4 separate regions of the Sus scrofa genome follow, and all the other regions are linked to region 1. A link is a contact called in public HiChIP or PLAC-seq data. All regions are on one chromosome and are shown on one strand. Each heading gives the region's core, a stretch centred on a gene start, on an enhancer-like site or on the middle of the called end of the contact. The rest is flanking DNA. Distances are from core to core; before and after follow the strand shown.

The links. HiChIP or PLAC-seq counts read pairs in DNA pulled down with a chosen protein or histone mark.
Region 2: an H3K27ac HiChIP or PLAC-seq map of alveolar macrophages shows a contact between it and region 1. The contact joins the promoter of GIGYF1 here to the promoter of LOC100515824 in region 1. A contact is called at or near these places in 2 of 5 promoter capture datasets (fetal skeletal muscle and liver), 4 of 47 Hi-C or Micro-C datasets (alveolar macrophages, blood and fetal skeletal muscle) and 2 of 2 datasets of contacts at active chromatin or transcription factors (alveolar macrophages and skeletal muscle).
Region 3: an H3K27ac HiChIP or PLAC-seq map of alveolar macrophages shows a contact between it and region 1. The contact joins the promoter of LOC110259879 here to the promoter of LOC100515824 in region 1. A contact is called at or near these places in 2 of 5 promoter capture datasets (fetal liver and liver), 24 of 47 Hi-C or Micro-C datasets (alveolar macrophages, blood, brain and 14 more) and 2 of 2 datasets of contacts at active chromatin or transcription factors (alveolar macrophages and skeletal muscle).
Region 4: a contact with region 1 is called in an H3K27ac HiChIP or PLAC-seq map of alveolar macrophages. The contact joins the promoter of GNB2 here to the promoter of LOC100515824 in region 1. A contact is called at or near these places in 1 of 5 promoter capture datasets (fetal skeletal muscle), 3 of 47 Hi-C or Micro-C datasets (embryonic fibroblasts, fetal skeletal muscle and heart right ventricle) and 2 of 2 datasets of contacts at active chromatin or transcription factors (alveolar macrophages and skeletal muscle).

The regions. Positions count from the first base shown.
Region 1 is chr3:8,492,701-8,496,058 of Sscrofa11.1, reverse strand. LOC100515824 (insulin receptor substrate 1-like) reads right to left here and starts at 1,523. Exons shown (of 2, transcript XM_013995453.2): 1 at 823-1,523; 2 at 1-633. The coding sequence starts at 1,228. It overlaps LOC106509647 (a long non-coding RNA gene), which reads left to right and starts at 897. Exons shown (of 7, transcript XR_002342293.1): 1 at 897-1,799; 2 at 2,121-2,300.
Region 2 is chr3:8,598,405-8,601,762 of Sscrofa11.1, reverse strand. It overlaps GIGYF1 (GRB10-interacting GYF protein 1), which reads left to right and starts at 1,637. Exons shown (of 27, transcript XM_021086242.1): 1 at 1,637-1,783. It overlaps LOC110260076 (branchpoint-bridging protein-like), which reads left to right. Exons shown (of 3, transcript XM_021087974.1): 2 at 1,314-1,783; 3 at 1,837-2,137. The coding sequence ends at 2,137.
Region 3 is chr3:8,389,193-8,392,550 of Sscrofa11.1, reverse strand. It overlaps LOC110259879, which reads left to right and starts at 1,683. Exons shown (of 2, transcript XM_021086226.1): 1 at 1,683-2,208. The coding sequence starts at 1,858. LOC100514038 (TSC22 domain family protein 4) reads left to right here. Exons shown (of 6, transcript XM_013995454.2): 6 at 1,144-1,606. The coding sequence ends at 1,377.
Region 4 is chr3:8,577,461-8,580,818 of Sscrofa11.1, reverse strand. It overlaps GNB2 (guanine nucleotide-binding protein G(I)/G(S)/G(T) subunit beta-2), which reads right to left and starts at 1,782. Exons shown (of 10, transcript XM_003480989.3): 1 at 1,617-1,782.

The DNA.
Region 1 (3,358 bases), core at 274-2,773:
TGGGCACGTAGTCTCTCCTGGCTCCCATGGTTATGTAGCCCCCGCCCCGCCCCAACCCCTCAGGCTGTGAGGCCGCTGCCCCCAGCATCGCCAGCGTCTTAGGGGTTGCTTGCTCGCTCCTCTCACTAGGGCACCCCAGACGGTTCAGGCTGCCTGACTGAGCCGCAGAGGCTGGGGTCTCAGAGGGTCTGGGGGCCCTCGTCGGGGGCTTTCTTGGCAGTGGCTCAGTCCTGCCACTAGCACCAGTGTCCCCGATTCGCTTCATGGCGGCCAGGACAGTCTCGTGAATGCTTTGGGCCATCACAGCATCGGGCGCCTGTAGCCACAGCTCCCCGGGACCTGTGGGTGCTGAGCGCCCGAGCTCCAGGAAGAAGAAAGAGTCTGCGTGACCACAGCGGCGCACGCTGAGCAGGGACAGGCGCAGGGCTGGGGGCGGAGGTGCCTGGGTGGCCCTGGAGCTTCTGCCCCTGGGCTTCCGCAGCAGGCTCAGTACCCCGGAACCCAGGCACAAGCAGTAGCCGCCGCTGCCCAGGCCTCGTGTCTGCCCCAGCCCCTTGGGCCGCAGCGTCACGGGCCAGATGTCCTGAAACGGAGCGAGCATCCAGGCCTCGGGGTCCTCGTGGGAGCTGGGCCCTGGAGAGACAACAGGCGGGTCACAGAGCTTCTGGGCCGGGAGCTTGGAGTCAGTGTGCCCCGGGGACTGACAACGCGTAAACGCTTCATTTTGGATTGGATTTCGGAGACCTGGGGGAGGGACAGCCTACGGATAAGCCAAATCCACGATCACCCCCCCCACCCTCCCACCCTGGGCTTGGGCCTCACCGGCGGCGGCGCGCGCCTCAAGCAGGGCGCTGTACCACGCCTGCTGCTCCGCCTCGCTGGCCGCCGCCACGCCCAGGCTGCGGTCGGCGGTGAAGAGGAAGATCAGGTGGCGCTGGCGCGCGTCCACGCGCTTGCTGATGGTGCACGCGCCCGTCAGGCTCACGCTGAGCTTGGGAGCCGCTCGGCCGGCGTGGAACTTCTTCTCGCTCTCGTAACACTCGAGGCGCGGCGGGTCCGCGCGGAGCACGAAGAAGCGGCGGTGCTGGGACTTGTGCTTCCGAAGGTGGCCGCAGAGCCGCACGTCAGCCGGGCAGGCCCAGGGCGACAGCGGACCCAGGGCCACGTCGGCCGACTCAGACTCCGGGGCCGTCGTGGGGCTGCCGCCGCCGCCGCCTCTGGGCTTCATCCTGGGCCAAAGGCGACCAAGTGGCCGGAGCAGGAGCGGAGACGGCTGGGAAGAGGCTCGCCGAGGTGGGGTTCTAGAGGTAGCGGTCCCGGGGGAGGGGGCAGCGTCCTGACAGGCTGCCACTGCCTTAATGCCCGGCGTCTCTCTCCCCCGCTCCCGACTTGAAGTTTGGGGCAGGGGGTCTGCAGTGGCCCCTCGCTGCGCGCAGCGTGTGACCCAGTGACTGCTCGACGGCCTGAGACACCCGAGGCTCCGCCGGGCTCGGAGCCTCAACCCAGTGGCCTCCCGCCGCCTCCTCTCCCCTCCCTCCCAACGCCGACTGCGCCCAAGTCCCCACCCCCGCGAGGTTAACCCTCACGCGCCCCGGAGCTGGACTCCGCGCGGTGGGCGTGGAGTTTGAGTTGCCGAGTGCGGGAGAGGCGGCCTCGGCCTGGGCTGGTGCCGGGGCGGGGAGGTGTTGGGGGCGTCTCTTCTGACCCGACCTGAGCGCGGAGAAAGCTGTGAGGTGAAGAGAGTGTGCGTGGAGCTACGTCCGTGGTGACCGCTGGCGGCCTCGTCCGCAGTCCTGGAGGTAAGGGGGCTGCTAAGCCGGCTGCCTTTACAGCGGGACCCCCTTCCGGCTCTAGGCCGCCAGCACCCGTGTCCCCTGCCTCCCCGGTCCCGCTCAGAATGGTTCTGTTCTCTTCCTTTCCAAGTAATCCTAGGAGCCAGGGCCGCCGAGCACTGGGCTAAGTTGACCTCGGTGGAGCTGGAGGTTCAGGTTCTCTGCAGGGTTGGGGTGACAGGAGGTGTCTTCATGGGGGTACCCTTTGCCCCCTTGCATCCCAAGAAGTTTGAAATGGGGTTGGGATTCAGGCACTTTTACATCCATTTCTTTTTTCCCCTTTTTCAGCCACACCTGCCACCTATGAAGGTTCCTGGGACAGGAATCAAATCCGAGCCTCAGCTGCGACCCGTGCCATAGCAGGAACGCCCTACACCCGCCTCTGATCCTTCCAAGGACCACCTGCTGACGGCGGGGGCCATGGCGCTGGTCAGTGTACACTCTGCAAGACAAACCACGGGTTGACAGGTGGGCCTTAGAGGACCTTATGATATCCCTGTCCTGGCAAGCAGGATACCTGAAGGGCCCTGGGGGAGCTGAGGGTTGGGGAGGGGAAGGGGGCAGCTGTGGCCCCAGTTAAAGATGGTATTTGGGGGAGGAGTGCCTTCAGGTGAGGAAGGAGCTGTAACAGGAGTACTGAAGCAAGGCCATCTGGTTCGTTTTCATAGACTAGTTCAAGGGTCAGGAAAGCCCAAGCAGGGCTGGCGGGGCTTCCCACCCAGGCCTTGGAGGAAGGAGCTGGGATACCAGAGGAGCCAATGGTTTAGTGGACAGGGAGGCTGGCATCCTCGAACATCCTTTACAGGTCATGTTGCAAGCATGATGCAGGGCACTGCCTGGCATTGTGAGGATGGGCATCTGGCCAGCAGGCAGGTGGTACCCAGTGCCTACTCCAGGTGCCTCTCAGGTCAGCCAGCGCCTCTCTAAGGTGCGGGAGAGGTGCTGGCAGCTCACGTGGTACATGGGGGGGCCTGTGGCAGCCTCCACCATCAATAGGTGTTGGCCAGGGAGAGGCAGATATGTCATAGATCCTTAAGCTGACACCAGGACATAAGTATGTCCCCGGCCATCGCCTCCAGTGTAGCCTTGACATATGCACCATGTGCGAAGTGGCAGGAACACAAAAGACATCTGCTGGCCCCTCCCTTTCCTAGTCTTGGTGCTGCCCTAAGGAGCAGGGCACCCATGGAGCCCACGTGCCTGCTGTGCTCCTGGCTGGAGCCTTCCTCCCCAGGCTTGATTTGAAGCTACCCACAGGAGGGCTCTTCACAGCCACTCCTTCCTGCTCCCATCATCCAGTCCCCCTTGCAGCAGTCCAGTGCTTGTGAAATCACAGCCACTGTCACAGAGACCAGCCTAGACCGCCTCGCGTCTTTGACTCTCTAAGTGCTGGGTACATATAAAGCAGGAAGCAGCAGGGATCCCAGTGCCTGGGTCCTGGGCGGGTGGTCGAGTGGGTTGGTAATCAGTGCCAGGTGATTTAGCTTGCTGGGTACCAGGAAGAGCCTGGAGCCCAACAACTGACC
Region 2 (3,358 bases), core at 388-2,887, 110 kb before region 1:
CTAAAGCTGATGCTCATTTTTTTCTACCCAAATCCTGCCCTTCCTTCCAGCTCAGCATAGGCTACCACTGTCCCTGACTGCTTCCACGTCACAGAAGTGCCCCCTTTCCCCCACCCCCTTACCATTTCTGCACCATAATTTACAACCTCACATTTGTTAATTAACAATTAAAACATGCTAAGATCTTATTCCTTCAGAAGATAGGCGGCTGTTATCTTTAACCGCCCAGGACACAATCTACGAAAGTTAAAAAAACAAAAGCTTTCAAGCAAGAAAAACCATCTGTCATAAACTTAAAAACTCTATTCCAGGTAAAGAACTTGACCCAAGATTGGATTATGTTGATCTGTTTTCATATAGGATTAACAATCTGAACATCATGGACCCAGAAGCCCCTACTAGCTAACAAGTACAGAGTGCTTGCTCTGTGCCAAGCACTGTGTTAAGTGCTTTACCTACCATGCAATCCAGAGACTCAGAGATTAGTAGAGGTGCCCAAGGCCACAGACAGGAATGGATGGAACCAGTACACAAGTCCTCGCTTTAAACAACTGCTTTCTGCAGTCTGTGAGCAAGCAGCTGCACTGACAACAGAGGCGGGAATCCTGACTGCAAGAAAAATCAAGTGAATTGAAAAAAAGCAGACACTAAAGCTGCAAGTGCATAGAAGCCTGGGGTTTACTCGGTGCAAGAACAAAGGCTCTTCCTGGTAGCTCTGGAGTTGTGTGCCCCGTTTTGGCACAACACAGGGGACTCAAGCTCCAGGTCTGAATTTACCTCTCCCTGTCACGAGAATTATATTGTTTTTGGTATCGGTTGTGTTAGAAAGCCTGGAAGTAGGGCATACAGTCTGAGGTAACTTCCAAAGAAAATGGTGAAAATACACACCAAACTCTTTTATCCTAAAAAGTTCAAAAAGAATCAGAAAACTCATTTTTGAAAAGCTTTTTCAACAAAGGAAGTGTCAATTTACTTCTCATATTTGCATAGTACTTTTCACTCTTTTCAAAGCCTTTTGCATTCATTTCTTTTCATTCTTTGAGCACCCCGGGAAGGGCATGGAATGGGGGCCTGGGAAGGGAGGAGAGCTTCAATATCTAACTATAAAACAGAAACTGAGGCCAGAAAGCGTCAAGTCCAACGCCCTCGACGTCTAGGTGGCTAGTTGGCAGGGGAGCCAGATAGAAAGTCCAGGTCTCACCAGCCAGTGCTGCCTCGAATTGTTTCTAAGTCATTAGGTTCCCCGTTATTTCATATGTCCCAGATGTCTGATGAACACACCGCTGGGTTGTATGTGTTCCCCTTCAATCCAGGCGGGCTTCCCGGAGGAAGCCAACCCCCGGGGGGGCCGGCGATGGTCGCGCATCACGTGCAGGGGGGGGTCCCCGGGCAGCCCCAGGGACACCCCCGGCCCGCAGCAGGCAGTGTCACGTGAGGAACCGGGCTCCGGGGTCACGTGCCGGGGGGGGTTCGGGGGCGGCGGGCGTCCGGGCCCCGCCCGCTGGGCACGCGGGGAGCGGGCCAGGCCTTACGGGTCGCAGCGGGCCGGAGCCGCGGAGGGGGGCGGGGGCGGTGGCGGCGGCGGGGGCGGAGGGGGCGGCCCCGCGGCCCCGCGTCCGCGTCACGTGGTGCGAGGCGGGCAGCCATCTTGCTACAAACACAAACAGAGAGGAGCGGCCGCCGCGGGAGCGCCAGCGCCCCCTCCCCCGCCGCCGCCGCCCCCCGGCCCGCCGCGCGTCGCCAACGCCCCGGGACCGGAGCCTCGCGCAGCCCGCCAGCCGCGGTAAGCGCTCGGCGGCCCCGCGGACCCCGGCTGGCGGCCGGGCCGCGGCCAAGGCCCGCCCCCGACGCCGAGGCGGCCGCGCCGAGCCTGCGAGAGGCTGAGCGGGAGCGCGGGCCGCCGGCACGGACCCTCCCCCGCCTCCTCCCGAGGCCGCCGCCCCCGGGTGCGCCCGCCCTCCGGCCCTCCCCGCCGGACCCTCCCCCCGCGCGGGCCGGGCCCCCCGCGCCGCCCCGGGAGAGGCCGGCTCGCTCCCGGGGGGCGGCCGCCCGCGCCCCACGCACCTGGCGCCCCCTCCCTGAAGGGCACGCCGTCCTCCCCGGCCGGGCCGCCTCCTTCCCACCCCCGCGCTCCTAACGGTCGTCCTCCTGCCCCTCGGAAGCTCGGCCCGGGCTCCCCACCTCCCCCCGCCCGCAGTCTCCGCCCGGGGGCCCCGGACCCTAATGCCCGGTGCTGCCCGGAGATTGCCCCCAACGTGCCTCTGGCTTCTTATCGAAATTAGCTGGGCCCTGCAGGTCTTGAAGTCCAAGCGTTCCATGACTTTGGCTAACGTGGAAGCCTTTTTTCTTAACCAAAGCACCTCGGCTGGGTCTTCGCTTAAATTTCCTTTCAGCAAGCGACGTTAGTGCTTGGTCATTGGGGTCTCCTTCCTCCTGGCTGCCTGGGCTTGTGAAACACCTTAGTCTTTCCTGTTAGCAGGCTGGGCCCTTCCCAGCACATCTCCCCTGATCCAGCAGCTCTCCAGCCACAGCCCCTCACACTTTGCCTTTTTATTTTGTTCCCTTCAAGTTCACTTCAAAAAGATCCTCATCGCTCATATCTTACGCAGTCATTACTGTAATTTCCAGTAAACTTCCAGGTCTGGTCCATCGTAGGGCCCGGCCTGACCCTGAGAGGTAGATGCCCAACTAGTACTTGTTGGCCGGCTCTTTCCTCCATCCACCCAGTCTCCTGTCTTGCTTCTCATTGCTGCTTTTCCAAAGATCAGCCTTTACAATCTCTCTGCCCCTGAGAGCTGATGTGCACTTGCAATTTAGCCCTGCCCTTTGGCCTTGCACCTGAAACACCATCAGTACCAACAGGCTGGTCCCTTTTGCTGCTCTCAGGGTGAGTTTTCTCTCTGGCTCCTTCAAGTATACCGTTCCTTGTGCACTGCTGCAGTCCGAGCCACTCACCCTTACTCCCGCCTCCGTTTTTTCTAGGTGGTGTGTCATTGGGCAGAGTTGGGGCAGATCTGGGCTTTGTGTTGCTACCATGGCCTGGGGTCCAGGGACCTTGAGGGTCCCATATGGCGATTACAGTCAAATGAGTTGTGTTCTAAGACTCTTGGCCTGGTTTTCTCAGCCAATGGATGTGTCAGTATTGTGTGTGGTTTGGTGGATTAAAGGACCCCAGTTTGCCCCAGCTTTTACATCTGTGGTTGGAGTTTGGGATGGGGGAAAAAAACCCAAAAAAACAGAAATAGCCCCGCTTTAGAGCAGAGGAGGTGAGAAGAGGTGGCTCTGGGCAGGATTTTTAGTAGTCTAGTAAGGAATTAAAAATGGTTTCAAAGTCACAAAGTGTGCCTGTGAGTTTGGG
Region 3 (3,358 bases), core at 434-2,933, 100 kb after region 1:
ATCAAACCCGCAACCTCATGGTTCTGAGTCGGATTTGTTTCCTCTGTGCCACGACAGGCACTCCAATAATAATTTTTTAAAAGTTCACCTGACCGCCCTGTAGAGGGAGGTCAGAAAGGGCCAAGAGGAGAGAGGCAGGAAGATCCACTGAGGGTTGTGGTCCAGGCTAAGAGGGAAGGATGTTCTGGATGGGGGGAGAGGCACTGGGAAGTACAAGTTAAGAGACTGGAGTGGTATTTAGGAGGTAGAATTGTTGTACCAGGTGGTTGGATGTGGTGAGGGGAGAGGGAGAGACGGAAGTACAAGCAGGCTGGAGCCATTTGCTCGGAGCGGAGCAGGCTTAGGGGAGAAAGTGATGAGTTTAGGGAAATGCGGCAGGATGAGTGAAGATGTTGGAAGGACATGTGCAGGGAGATGTCTAGGAGGCAGTGGGATATACAGGCCTGGAGGCCAGGAGAGAGCTCTGGGTTGGAGACAGAGGTCAAGGTGTCATTCTGTCCTTCATTTTAATACACTCCTCATGAAATCCTAGTGGGGACTCAAAGGTTCGTCAGACATGGTCCTTGCCTTCCAGGAGCTTGTATGCTGGTATTGAAAACAGATGAGTCTAGAGAACAAATAGCATATAAAATGTATAATATGCTGGTATTGAGAACAGATGAGTCTATAAAACAAATAGCATATAAAACAAATGGGGAGTTTCCATTGTGGCTCAGCAGGTTAAGAACCTGACACAGTGTCTGTGAGGATGCAGGTTCCATTCCTGGCCTTCCTCAGTGGGTTAAGGATCTGGCATTGCCACAAGCTGCGGCGTAGTTTTGCACATGTGGCTCAGATCAGGTGTTGCTGTGTCTGTACCGTAGGCCAGCAGCTGCAGCTCTGATTCAGCCCTTAGCCTGGGAACTTCCTTATGCTGTAGGTGCGGCCCTAATAAGAAAAAGACAAAAAAGAAAAACCTGATATGGACAAACACAAGAGCAGAGACAACCCGAGAAGGCCTCCTGGAGGAGGCAGTGCCCAAGCTAAGGCCTGACAGAGGAGGTGGAATTAGACAAGGCTTTGCTGTTTATCTGCAGGTGGTCCCACCAGCAGTTTCTCCCTAGACTGTGCTATTCACTTGCGCTCATCTTCTCTTTTTCACAGTCATCTGTGAGTTCTACCTCAGTTGCCTCCCAAATGAAGACTCGTTCCCCTTTGGAGTCTCGAGAGGCTGAGATGCTTCGGGAAGTGTACCTGGTGCTGTGGGCCATTCGGAAACAACTGCGGCAGCTGGCCCGCAGGCAGGAGAGGCGGCGTCGGCGCCACATCCGGGCCCACACCTGCCCCCAAACTGACCCAGTTCAGAGCCTGAAACAGGATGCCCGGAGTCCCCTCTAAGGTGGGAACCCCACATCCTCAGCCCTCACCTCACTCTTAGGTAAGGTTGATAGGAGAGGTTGGGGCAGCAGGCCACGGGTTGTGAGTGAGGAGAAGTTTTCATACTGTCACCTCTTATCAGGACCCCAAGGCCTGGCCTGGGGTCACACATATTCCCCTTCATTCCTTTTATTCAATTTGTAAAAAATTATCAAACTGTTGGGAAATAAATATCAGATATTTCTGAGTAGATGTAGAAGCGTGTTTGTGGTTGACCAGAGGCAAAGAGGGGAACTTGAGTGGGACAGGGAGAGTCACCTGAGAACAGGGAGGGTGGGGGGGCGCGGGGTTGGGCCCACAAGCCTTTTAGGAGCTGATTGCCTTTGGCAACTCTGCCCGGCCAGTAGCAATAGCTTCGGCGCCCATCCATCGAGGACACGCTGGGTACCAGATGCGGAGCCCACGCTCTCCCTGGAAATCCCACAAGTGAGACTGCTGCAGATGTTATGGGACTTGTCCAAGACCCCACAGCGAATGACACCTCGCAGGAAACTCCGCCTCCGCAGCCCACGGCCCTGCCTCTCTGGCGCTCCCCGGCTCGGCCAGGGCGAGGGTCAGTGCCCTGCGCCTGGGGTCGGCGGACAAACAGCGGGCCGTCTAGCCACGCCCCCACTGAGAGCTGCGGAAAACTACACTTCCCAGGGTTCCCCGCGGCGACGTGGCGCTGCCGGGGGCAGAGGGCCCGGGCTGGGGGCGGGGCCGCCGGGGTCGCAGTCGGAAGACTCGGGAGGGTGTCCGCCTGACGCCGCGGGAGCGAAGGCCGGGCGGGAGGCCTTGGCCTTCCGGAGGGAGGTAGAGGGGAAGGGGACAACACAAGGGAAGACCGAGGAGCCGCAAGTTCCCTCTACGGCTTAGCTCACCCGCTTACCCAGGCCACGCGGAGGCGCAGAGGTGGTTCGCCAAGGAAAAGCGTGGATATTTCGCCAGACGGCAAAATTCTGGGATGTCAGAGTTACAGGGCTTGGAGGTGGGGGAGAGCAAAGGTTGGCAGCAGGTCCCGAGCCTAGAGGGCAGCAGAGGCCCCGGGACCGAGGGAGGGACTGCTGTGTCGCTGGGTCTTGGTCCGGGAGAGGTCGGCCCTGAGGAGCAGGTGGTGGGCGTGAGCAAGGCTGGGGGCCAGAGAGGAACAGCAGGGACGGTTTGCAGATTCCCAGCACCCAGTTCACTAGAAGAGTCAGCAAATTCTCCTGCCGCCATCTCCCTCATCCGCAACTCTGGCAGGGTTGGGCTCCATTGCTGGGAATCTGGGTGGCCTCTCCCAAAAGACCGGAGTAGCAGTGGGCTACCCAGCCCTATGCCCTGCAGCTCTGCTACCCTGATCCTGTTAGCTGTGCACGGTGCCCCAACATTTACAGTCCTGGTAATATCGCTCACACTTATCAAACACCCACCGTGACTATTCTTATATCTTGTTCTAAGTAACTCTCACAATAGCTTTATGATGAAGTCTTATCACTTCCATTTTTTCGCGAGGAAAATTGAGGGACAGAACGGGGTATGTTTAAGGTCATGTAGCTTTTCATTCGTCCTATGAATGAGTCTGGCTCCCACAGGACATATTACAGGTACACACACGTAACATAGCAGGTGTTCCATACATGAACACGGTGACTTCGCCAGGAATGAGTGCTGAGTTTAGCCTGAAGCCAGGCAGGGCCTCAAAATATTGTAATACCGGGGGGCTCAAATCTGGGGCTTTCACTTACTGGTTATTCACCACCTGTCCATAAGTGCCAGGAACTTTTCTGGGGCTGAAAAGGTGGTACAGGGTCTGTGTCCCAGGAAGTTTGAGATTTAATGGGTCTTAGGGCTTTGGAGTAGTGCCTCTCTGTCTAAGATCCAGCATCAGCCCCTCCAAGTCCTTAGAGATGTGTTCCTCTTCCTACTGGGGACTTAGGGTTCCAGTGAGAGGAGGGTAGGGTAGGGTAAAGCCCCCTGAGGG
Region 4 (3,358 bases), core at 533-3,032, 85 kb before region 1:
CCCAGCCTCCCGCCCCTCCCCAGAACCGGCCCGGGTGGCTGTTTACAGGATTTGGAAAAGCCGATTGGGCACTAATAGGTTCGGGACGGCTCACCCCGGATTATCCCTGGGCCGGCTGCGCCCCATTAGCCGCCCGCAGCGGGTGGAGGCGAGGGTGGCAGGGAGGGCAGCCCCAAGCCTCTGCTCCTCCAGCGCCGAGGCTGACGGCCCCGGCGTGCCTGCAGGAAGCCCGTGGGAGCCGCTCTCGAGTAATTAGGTCTCCGAAGAGAGGTCCCGGGCCCCGAGCGCGGAGCTGCTCTCTCCCAGGCGCCGGAGAGCGGGCTGGCGAGCGGACGGCCTCAGGCGGCCCGGCCCCTGCACCCTCGGCTCCCCAGGAGCCCAGCCTGTGAGCTCCGCGCCGGGGCCCCAGGGGCCTGGCTGGCTCCGCTCCAGCGCCCGAAGTCCTACCCCCCCCCTCCTTTGGACACCTGTGTGATCTGGCCATGCACACTGCACTCTGCCAACCCAGGCGTCCCCCACCCTGCTCCCACTTCCCCCAGGCCCTGGGCGTTTCTCTTCCCCGCTGACATTTCCCCTCGCTCTGTTCAGCTTTCTACGCCAGAGCCTGGGGACGCCCTTCCAAAGTGGGGGGCAGAGACCCCCATCCCATTTCCCCAGCTCGGGACAAAGCCCCTCAATTCCAGCTGCCGGCAGCCCAGGCCGGGCGGCAGCGCCAGACGCCCCAGGCAGAAGGAAGCAGGCCAGGAGGAAGCCGCTGGGGGCGGGGGCAACGCTCCCAGCCCTCAATCCCTATCACCCTTCCGAGCCCCCTCGGCAACCCCAGATTCTGGGCATACAGCAATTGGGGTCCCAAGGAGAAATGGGGGTGCCACCGCCTCCGCAAGGCTGACGGGGCGAAGGGGAGGCAAGGGACAAGCGAGGGTCCCCGGATCTGGCAGGGGAAGGCGCGGGCCGGTGTGGCTCTTCGAAACGCAGTGGGCCTGGCTCTCCGGCCCCCACGACCTCCATTTTGCCCAAAAGAAAGCTCGGTGGGGGGTAGGGGCGACTGGGAGCTAAGCGTGAGGTTAGGACTGCTAAAGGGAATGAGGTGCCGAGGTCTCTGGTCTAGGGGGTAATGGGTCCAGAAAAGAACCTAAATCGAGGGTGGAGACAAGGGAAGGGTGGCCTCGCGGCCTTGCCTGCTTCTCTGAGGATTCTGGACTTTTGCAAGGCGAATGCCAGCGGCGGTGCGAAATGGGAGGACACGAGGGGTGCTACCCCGGGGGAGCTAAGAGGGTGGCAGTGGTGGGGAAAGGGGGCGGGACAGGGCCTAGAGGAAGCCCCGAATTTAGCCCCCCAACTTCTCAGGGAGCAAGAGGCAGGTGGGGGTGAGATGAGGTCTAGAGTCAGGCAAAAGGCCCCTGATGCTGCAGGGAGCGCGTGCGTTATTGGGGGCGAGGGTCCCCCAGTTCCCCTTCCGGGTTTGGGAGCGACGGGGCCATAAGAAGGGAGGGGATGTCTGGGGAGTTACGTCCGCTCCCGAGAGGCCAGACCGGGTAGACAGACGGAAGAGAGGTTCCCCCACGGGAATTTGGGGCTGGGAAGGGGATGAGGACTCCTTTTACCAGCGGAGGTACCTGTGGCGGTGGGACTCTGCGAAGGGTCGCTAAAGGAGAGCGGGAGGTCCTGTCTTCCTCCGCGGCGGAGGCGGCAGCGGCGGCGACGCGGATGGATTTTCTCAGTCACCCCAACTCAACCGTCCAGCGCTGCTCTCCCCAGAGCGGAGGGATCCCGCCCGCCAGTGACGCGGCCGTCGCCGCCGCGCCCAGGGCCCGGCTGGACGAGACCAACTACTTATCGGGGGGAGGCCGGGGGAAAAATAGCACTTAGGGGGCAAATATTGACCCCATAACATCAAAGATATTACTCTACATTATTTCTACGCAAAATGGGCTCAGAAAAATACTTTGCTTCCCGAAAAGGCACAAAACATCCCCTCTGGGACTGACATAGGTGGTACCGGCATAGGGGAGGGTGAAACCGCTCGCTGGTCACGTGACCTGCCCTCCCGGATTGGGCGGCTCCAGACTGGGAAGGGGAGCTCGACGCCCCAGTTCTCGCCTTGGCTCCGCCCTTTGTCTGTGAGACCACGCCCCTCCACAGGGGACAGGGTTGAGAGAGATCAGTGTTGATCACTGCTGGAGAGGCCAGCCGGCCTCAACGCGTAGCGAGGAGGAGCAGTGTTTCCGAAGGTGCCCGGGCGGGAAGCCATGGGGACCTGGGCGGCCCCTGGGAACTCAGGTATGCTGTGAGAACGGGTCTGCCCAGGCAGTGCCCCCGCGTTGCCCAGTGGCTTTTGCGGAACTCTTTATGTGGCGGCATGACACTCTAATAGCAACTCGTTTATTGAGCTTCATACTTATTTACTCCTCACAGTGCTATGAAGTTGAGTACTGGCTTTGTCCCCATTTTACAGTAGTGGAAACAGAGTCCTAGGGCTGCAGAGTTGGAATATGAACCAAGGCTGCTTTATCGACCTTATTGTGTGTATTAATATCTAGCCTCTTGATGAACCTCGCTCTGGACCATCTCCGCGAAGGGATGAGAATGTAAGTATAGGCCTCGGTTTCCACATCTATAAAATGAGAGTGTTGATAGCTACCTGCCCTGCAAGTCACCTTGGATTATTTTAAGATCCTGCGGATTGTGAAAATGTTTTGGAAAGTTCAAATCAATGAGTAACCTTCATTGAGTCCTCATGCGATTTAAAAGTATTAAAACATACACTTTTCATTTAGCCTCAGTTGAAGGCATTAAAAACAGTTTCCAAAGCACCAATTTTTAAAGAGAATAAGAAAAGTCACATTCTTAGTTAAGCACAAATTCCATTTATGGAGCACTCACCAATTCGATCATATATTAGCAGTAGGTAATAGGTGTCAATGAGAATTTGGAAGGGAGGGAGTTCCCATTGTGACTCAGCAGGTAATGACCCCAACTAGTATCCAGTATCCAACTAGTATCCAGTATCCAACTAGTGGCTTAAGGATCTGGCATTGCGGTGACCTATGGTGCAGTTTGCAGCCTGGTTTTGGATCCTGCATTCCTTTTTTTGTTGTTGTTTTTTGTTTTGTCTTTTTGCTATTTCTTGGGCCGTTCCCACGGCATATGGAGGTTCCCAGGCTAGGGGTCGAATCGGAGCCATAGTCACCGGCCTACGCCAGAGCCACAACAACCTGGGATCCGAGCCGCGTCTGCAACCTACACCACAACTCACGGCAACGTCGGATCGTTAACCCACTGAGCAAGGGCAGGGATCGAACCCGCAACCTCATGGTTCCTAGTCGGATTCGTTAACCACTGCGTCACGACGGGAACT